Regions from separate parts of the Mus musculus genome. Here region 1 is linked to region 2. The links are chromatin contacts, called in public HiChIP or PLAC-seq maps. All regions are on one chromosome and are shown on one strand. Each heading gives the region's core, a stretch centred on a gene start, on an enhancer-like site or on the middle of the called end of the contact. The rest is flanking DNA. Distances are from core to core; before and after follow the strand shown.

Region 1 (3,751 bases), core at 428-2,927, 280 kb after region 2:
CAGCCCTGGCTTTCCTGGAACTCACTATGTAGATAAGGCCAGCCTCAGACTCAGAGATCCACCTGTTTCTGTCTCCCAACCTGGAACTCACTATGTAGATAAGGCCGGCCTCAGACTCAGAGATCCACCTGTTTCTGTCTCCCAAGTGTTGGTGTGCGTGTCACCATGCCTGGCTTCTTATTTTATCTTCTAAAGAATCATGTGAGAAAAAAAATACAGGATGACAAGGGACAAAGTCATGATCCTGTTTTTAACCCTAGGATTCAACTACATTTTGGAGCTCCATGATATAGTTAGTAGCTCTTAGAAATTTTCAGTACTGAAAAATATTCCAAGCCAGAGCCAACACCAAAGAGTTTCTGTCTTCCTTGTGCCCTCTGGCTCCATCCTCTACCCAGCCACTCTAAGCCCTGCTGCCTCCTCCCCCCACACCACGCCCCTCCCCTTCTCCCACCCCCTCCCCCCCTCCCCACTCCCTGAAACATCTTACTACTGCTATGCCCTGCTTGGCCTCTGCCTTGTTCCCCAGTGAAGCTTCTCAGTTTCTTATTCCCATCTAATTGGGATCAGAGTTTGCGAAGGTTACAGCTCATCATTCCGCACTACGTTAATCTGGGAACACGGGACGGTCAGGAGAAATGGACTCATTCTGTCCAAAGGATGTCCTTTTGGCGTGGGTGTCCAGAATGTTGGGAGTTTAGAGTGCTGCTCACCCCACCCTGCCTCTCAAGTCCATTCTCAAGGACCACTGACTGAGGTATGCAGAAGCGGGGCAGCCCTGGATTATTGTAGGAGAATGTGACGTAGGACTAAGGCCAAGGCAGCTTTTTTTTTTTTTTTTTTTTTTCCCCATTGAAGTGAATGCAGCTGCCTCCCTGGGCAGTGTTGTTACCTCTGTGGGTGTGTATATAGGAGTAGCCTAAACAGGAAGAGGACAAGGGAGAAGCAGACCACCACTGCCATGCCCTTAATACCTGTCTCATGGTTTGGGACTTTGGCAAGTGTGCACTGCGGCATCAGTGCAAGGGTCGTTCGTGCCTTCAGTGCAAGTTGGCCTCGTAGTGGATATACTCTGACGTCGGGGGTCACTGTGAGAGAAGAGCCTACAGGTGTTCCCAGCTCGAAGTGGATATACTCTGACATCAGGGGTCACTGTGAGAGAAGAGCCTACAGGTGTTCCCAGCTCGAAGTGGATATACTCTGACGTCAGGGGTCACTGTGAGAGAAAAGCCTACAGGTGTTCCCAGCTCTTAGGAAAAGGAGAGAAACTATTCCTTCCTAAGAAGAGCCCAGTCATTGGCCAGGCAACTCCAGATATCTCGACCAGAATTAGGTTCCTGTCTGTCTGTTGAACAGAGCCACATGCACACCCTTTTGTAAGCCAGTTTCATTCAGATTTCCCTGGTGAGACATGGAGATTGAGGGTATCATAATACTTATGAGTGGCCATTTTCAATAACATCTAATTAAAGAGAACATTCTTAAATACTTAATAGGCTTTTTGAGTTTTACACTCCATGAATTAGTGCACATGTACCTTCGGAATCTTCCTGTTGGTTGAACCTGTGGTGTCCCGGCCTTGAGACGGCAGCTCTGCATATCTGGAACGCTGGGTTGTGTTTCTGAGCTGGGTGATAGAGGTGCTTTTGTTCCTGCAGCTGGCAACAGAAGCCGCCATTCATCGGGAAGCTCGAGGGAGGAGCTGTCAGCCTCGGTTTGCACATTAGTCTTGCTTTCGTGGTTCAGGGGAACTGGAAGGATTGCATTCCGAACACCCAGCACTGTCGCACTCAGACATGACAGTAGGAAATCACAGTCTTAGAAGTTCTTGCAAACTGAACTCTTGTTAGAAAGCTCTCCTGTCACAGTAATCCTGACTGTATTTGCATCCGTCCCAGCCCTTTCAGTGCTCAGTATACCTAATTTAGTGAAAGGCTTAAGAATGCTTCCTCCCGATAGAAATTTGAAGTCAATGTCATGGTATTTTGCAATTCAAGTACCCCTTCATATGTCAATATGCAGAAAGTATTATCTCAAAGTCTCTTACTGCTTAGGCACTTACTCAGATAGAATTTGTTGTGTTTGCACTAAGGTAATTTCTACTGTTTCCTGTTTGAAACTGGGTTGAAATGAGCAAAATGGCCTTTTAAAGGATCCCGAAAGTACAATACTTGGCATCTCAAGTGAAGTGTGGGGGAAGGGCCATCAGCTGCTAATGCCAGGCACACAGTGAGAGTTCTGTGTCTGTATTGATGGGGTCCCTTTCTAGAGTGTGACAGATTCCGTGGAACTGTCTTGAAGGATGGGAGAGATTAAGATGTGACTCGCATAGATAAAAAAGAATTGACTGAAAGATTTGGATACATTGTGGAAACAGCCCCACAGTGTGAGGGAAACTGTGAAGACTCATCAGGCCTTTCACTAGATGCGCCCTGTCAGCACCCTATTCACTGCAGAGTTGTTTGCTTTTGTGTCATGAGCTATTAGCTTGGAGACCCATCTGTACCAATCTGGCTTGCGTTATGTCAAGCAGCATGCATGAGCGAGCTTAGCTGATCACTAGAAGAACTCATTGTCTTGGTAAGATATACCAAGGCATTTCCTTGAATTGATTTGATACTTTCTTGTGAAAAAAAGTTTCATGCTGTCATACCTGTCTTACCTCAGTGTCCAGGACAAAAAAATTTACAGAGGGGGTGGGGGTGGGGCCAAGCAAAAACTGTTAATCTTTTAGACATAACCCTAGAATATCCTTCAAAGTGATTTCGCTTGAATCGTGGATTCTGCCCAGTGCTATTCACCCTGTTTAAACCTCTTAGTTTACTAGGGTTGTTGGATTTTTGCTCCCTTTATCTTAATAATTACATGACCATATTCATGCTGATTATAATACAGAGGACTTATTTCTAAATGGAGGCATAAATGATTGTGAGCAACATTTAGCTGAGCACTACCAAGTTTTGTTTTGTTTTGTTTTGTTTTTCCTCTTGTTAGAGTTTCTGGGGTTGTCCTCTGGCCTAGAATAGCCACATGCTTCTAATTATGATACGAGATTGTGACTGGATCAGGCTGTCCTTAACCAGAGTAGTACTTCTTCTCCTGTATTATGAATGGCAGTTTTTGTCCAAGGTGTAAATAGAATTTGCTTAAGTTAAATTCTAACTGTGGCATACTTTTATTATAAATAAACCATATCCGATTGCACATTAAACAAGTGTGCAATTTTTGGTTGCTGGAACCGAATACTTTAAAAATGAAAAAAACATGCTGAGGATAAAAGACAGGAACATTAATGTTAGTTGATTCATATGGGCCTTCAAGATCGCCTTTGTATAGACAATCAACATGAAAAGAAATCCCGCTGTAATAGGCATTTTGCTGTACTTATGCCTAGAATATTTGGTACATCTAAATTGGCTGCCTTCCTAATTTTATTCTGATTTCTTACATGCGCTTTTATTTGTAATTATTCCATCTCAAATGGGTAGTTTCAACTTTCCGAACTAGCTCCAACATCCAGTAGCATATCTTTAGAGATCAAAATATCTTTAGGTAGTAATCCCATCGTCCTTAAGTCCTGAGCAGCTGAGCCCTTTGGCAGGTGGTCCTAGAACAAAAGGCTGAAGGGAGGTTTGCGGGGCGATGCTCTCCTTTGATGCAAACACTTTCACTGTCTTTTCCGATTAGCTCAATTATAAACACCCAGCTCCTTCCGCTTACGTTTCCTTCTGATGTAGTCTTTGACAAAGTA
Region 2 (4,355 bases), core at 1,272-3,771:
ATTAACTTATGAGTTTCCTCCAAAGCTAATGGGAACTCTGGAATTTTACTGAATACATGAAGTCATGTGTCTCCAGGCATACACACTCACAGAATCGATGAGTTGTAGAGCATTGCATTTCACAAGGTCTTTTTGGCTCTTCACCAGCTCCAATCTGTCACAGTCTCACAACGCCATGGAAGGAGATGCTGTGCTCAAGCAGCCATGAAAGTCTTTGTTTATAGAAAGCTGCGATAAAGTGAATCTATCTTGGGTTCTGATATTGCTTTTACCAGAGTAGATTAATATAAACCTGCAACTAGACGTAGAAGGAGCCACTACGTATTATAGCAGCAAAAGCAAACCACCAGCAGCAGCAGCAAGAGTCTCCTTGCATTTAGTACAGTGTATCTTTGTCTTCTATTGGGGATTGAAAGATTTGTTTCTCAGAACAAGGAGTGCCAAACCAATTGATGTAAGAATGATAAGTATGTGGGATAACATGGATGCTAGTGAAGTTGAACAGTAACATGCTTGGGGACCTGAGTCCTATCTTCAGAAACATGGTTTTAAAAGGACTGGGCCTTGTGGCATGTGCTTGTGTTTGTGGCGTTGGAGAGGAGACATGCAGATGCTAGGAGCTCACTGGCCAGCCTAGCCTAGTTGATGAGTTCCACGTTGGTAAAAGATCTTCTCTCAGTCAATCAGTTAATAGCATACCTAAGGTGGATCTCTGGCTGTGTGTGTGCCACACACACACACACACACACACACACACACACACACACACACACACCATGGGTTTTACGTAGACTAGCCTGCTCTTAAAATCAATCTTAATTTGTCTTGAAGTTAACTTAGGTACAGCTAAAATTGTCATGGCAACTTACGGTTCTATTACACAGATGAAAGTCATCATTTTTCACAGCCACTATCTTGGCCATGGAAGCTCAAGGAAGCGTTGCACTTGGGATTCAGTTCTGTTTTACATGTTGATGTGTACAGATGTCATCTGAAGATAAAGTGGGCTTTCCGCGCTACTGTTTCCAATGTTGATGTCTTTCTCACAAAATCCTTCAGACATTTGCTATAGGAGAAAGGAATCAACTCCTAAAGTTGCATTAGAATTATATTTTTGTGAGGCATTGATTTGAAAACCATGGGACCACAGTCAATGGCAGTGACCAGAGGCAGGCTTGCATATGCACGGAGTGAAGGTTGTGTTTTCATTTGACTGCACAGTCAATTTGATGGGCCGATAATAGCTGGCTCTTGATCATGTTAGCATGATCAGGAAAAAAAATCACTTTTCAAATTGGGTGTTAATTCAAAGTTGCATAACTCTTTGTAGCTGCTAGTATGCACGGAATGAAAGGATCTCTGCTCTCAAGCTGGACAAAAGAAAAATAGCTCATTCCTGTGGGACCGTTCCAGGAAGTTCACAGACTCAAACCAGGGGTGGGGTGGGGCTTTGAAAATGATTACAATTGAATAACTTCGCTTGTCATTACCAGCCAGTCTGCTATCCCTGATTGACAGCTGGTCAGCTATTCCTGATTGACAGTTGATCTGTCAGTTATCTCGAATTATCAGTTGATTAGTCAGCTATTCCTGATTATCAACTGATCAGTCAGCTAGCTATCTCTGATTGTCAGTCAGCTTCATGAGCTAAGCATCAGAAACAGTAGGTTTCAAACACCTTCGTCTTTTAGCCACTGTGGCAAATACCTGGGGGGGGGGGGGGGCAACATGAGGGAGGAGGGTTATAGCATCGTGACAGAAGGGCGTGGTGGAACAGAATTGTTCACGGCATGGCAGTCAGGCTGAAGAAGGGCGACGTTTCCTCATTTTTGCCCATCGGGGCTCACCGCCTACATACAGCGTTAGCGATGCACGTGTTCAGCGTTAGTCAATCCTGTCTGAAAAGCCCTTCACAGAAGTGCTTTACTAATCTGCTTGGCACTTCACCCTAATCAAGAGAGCGATCAAGGTTAACAATTCCTATGAGTCCCGTAGGGCCCCTTGCATGAAGACATCACCTAGAATTCAACCCGACCTGAGAAAGAAAAGGAAAAGAGAAAAAAAGAAAAGAAAGGAAGGGAAGGGGAAAGATAAGGGACGTTCTGCCTTGTCATTGATTTCACGGGTGCATCACAAGGTGGAGTCGAGTTCTGCACTGTCTTGGAGGTGACCAAAAATGAGAGTCAAGTTTGGAGAAACAAATGCTTGTTCTCCTAAGTTTGGATTAGAATGGCCTTTGGGCAAAATTCCCTCATTAGCGTCGAATAAATGTTTTTCCATCATGAGCAAAAAAGATTTTATACAAATTCCATTTCCCAGAACTCCGTGAAAGAAATGGAAACTCCCTTTTCTGATGTTACAAAACAACTTCCCCCCACTAAACCTGCTTTCTCCTTATCCCCCAAGTTCACTCTGCGTCTGCTAGGTGGCGCTGCAGGCTAATGCATGGGTCCCTTAGCGCCTCGCGGGCGGCTGTGTGGGAGGCTAGGCAGGAGGGAAGGAAGCAGCTGCCACTGTTTCCGTCCAGTTAGGATATCAGCACAGTGGAAGGGAGGAGACCTGCTCTTGCCAAGACTTGGCTTCTGTCAACTTAGGAATCGCTCATCATCTTCTGGATGGATCACAGCTGGCGCTGAAGGGGCTGAATGGGCTTCGTATTTCTTTAGGGAGATTCTGGGGCGCCCAAGCTTGTTGAGAAAGGCTGTGGGTTTCTTTGTCCGAATTTCCAAAAGGTGTTCTGTAACTTTGGAAGAAAGACTCAAGAATGAAAGGAAAACATCACAATTCAAAGGTTTGGGGGAAACCAAGCTGTGCCCTGCTTTAACTGGTTCCACACAGTGTAAAACAGTGGCTTTCAGACTATAATTTGGCCTGAATGCTTGTATTTTTATAAGGAGTATTCTGCACCATTTTGAGAGCACTTGTGCCTGCCTCTCCTTGTGCACGTAGGTACCACAACTTGTCCACTACTGCCTGCAAAGGACAGACTGCTAAGTCATAAAACTTAGTTTTTAAAGGGAAAGGAGATATCAGTTACAGATTTAACATAGTAGATTGGCACGCAAGGGCACATAAGTACATTCAAACCACATCAGAAAACTTGGGCCCAAGAACTTATCAAACACAACCAGACAATGGAAGCATGCAACACCCTCACCGGGATCCCACAAGCAGGACACCTAACTGTGGTCTCCTACTTCCCACTCAACCCTGTAGCCCAGGCTCAGACCTGCAGCAGCTCTTCTTTGACTCGGGGTTCTTTGACATTTTTTTCTAACAACCAGCAGTGGCTTTCTTTGTATCTGCCTCACCTTTCTGTCTCCACTAGGGCTTCTTGGAACTGCAACCCTACCCCCACCCTCAACCCCCCTGCTTTGGCCTTTTTGACCCTTTTGTTGCCATTCTGTTATCTGCATATATACAGAGAGATAAAATGACTAAATGCTGTGTAACATGTGACCCAAGAGTTAATGTTAGCGATTAAGATGGGAGTAAAATATTTCATGTTTGTCATTGGGCAGCTATCAAAGGCCATCAGGACTATTAGGCTAACTGCAGCTGACAAAAACAATACAACCTGTGAATTTATGGTTATTTAATAAACTATGACATTGTAAAAAGATACAAACATGTCTGTCTGCGTTTCTGACTTAGTGTTCTCAAAGCTGTACTGATGCTCAATCTTATAAACCAGGTCCCTGGTGGAGGGCAGAGATTCCCACTTCAGTCTTTTCCTAAGCAACAGATGCTTCCTGCTGCAGCAGGACCTGGGACAGCCTTTCTCACCCTCTGCTGCTTTCAGAGTAAGCTAGGGTTGACTTCTGGAAAAGCACAGAGGTAGAGTTCCCGGGAGCCCTGTGTGGTCTGGAGGACCCTAGAGTATCTAGTGACTTAACAGAACTCCTTTCCCATCTTGATGAGGTCTAGAGCTCTGAGACTACTGACCTTAACAAATTAAAGACTCCTTTAAATGTATATAATACAAAATATTGCATATATAAGCATATACATATATATAAACATACACATGTACATCATACACACACACACGCGCGCGCGCACACACACACACACACACACACACACACACATATACATGAAGGTTTTAACTGGAGAAGCAATATGGAGGTGGTCAGGAAAAACCCTGGGAGAACCAGGGCCTTGGTGGGGCTGGGTAGGCAGGATGTTAACCCAAGGAGAGACCACAAAGACAGATTTGCTGCCTGGGTAGCAGTGTGCCCCAAAGTGCTTGTGTGCAGTCTGTGCCTGTGTCCAGGTTTGGGTTCTGGCTCTTTCTCGCCTCTTTCACTCTCCCAGTCACGCCTGGGGGAAACGGTGAGGTCTGTGGGTTGGAT

What was found. HiChIP or PLAC-seq counts read pairs in DNA pulled down with a chosen protein or histone mark.
Region 1: an H3K27ac HiChIP or PLAC-seq map of neural progenitor cells shows a contact between it and region 2, with 6 times the contacts expected there. The contact joins two enhancer-like sites. A contact is called at or near these places in 2 of 15 datasets of contacts at CTCF or cohesin (the NIH/3T3 cell line and large pre-B cells), 5 of 484 Hi-C or Micro-C datasets (the HL-1 cell line, bone marrow-derived macrophages, cerebral cortex and 2 more), 15 of 115 datasets of contacts at active chromatin or transcription factors (cardiomyocytes, differentiating embryonic stem cells, embryonic basal ganglia and 8 more) and 1 of 9 other capture datasets (embryonic stem cells).

What each region holds. Positions count from the first base shown.
Region 1 is chr15:7,192,669-7,196,419 of GRCm38.p6, forward strand. It overlaps Lifr (LIF receptor alpha), which reads left to right. Exons shown (of 20, transcript NM_001358593.1): 20 at 1-3,751. Among named protein-coding and RNA genes, the nearest start is that of Lifr, 65 kb to the left of the region's middle. Within about 2 kb of position 1,678, at least 80 of the 459 cell types and tissues checked have an H3K27ac peak or open chromatin away from gene starts, as enhancers often do. A contact at or near this core is called in cerebral cortex, neural progenitor cells and oligodendrocyte precursor cells, where this site is marked.
Region 2 is chr15:6,907,395-6,911,749 of GRCm38.p6, forward strand. No RefSeq gene overlaps it. Among named protein-coding and RNA genes, the nearest start is that of Osmr, 35 kb to the left of the region's middle. Within about 2 kb of position 2,522, at least 80 of the 459 cell types and tissues checked have an H3K27ac peak or open chromatin away from gene starts, as enhancers often do. A contact at or near this core is called in cerebral cortex, neural progenitor cells and oligodendrocyte precursor cells, where this site is marked.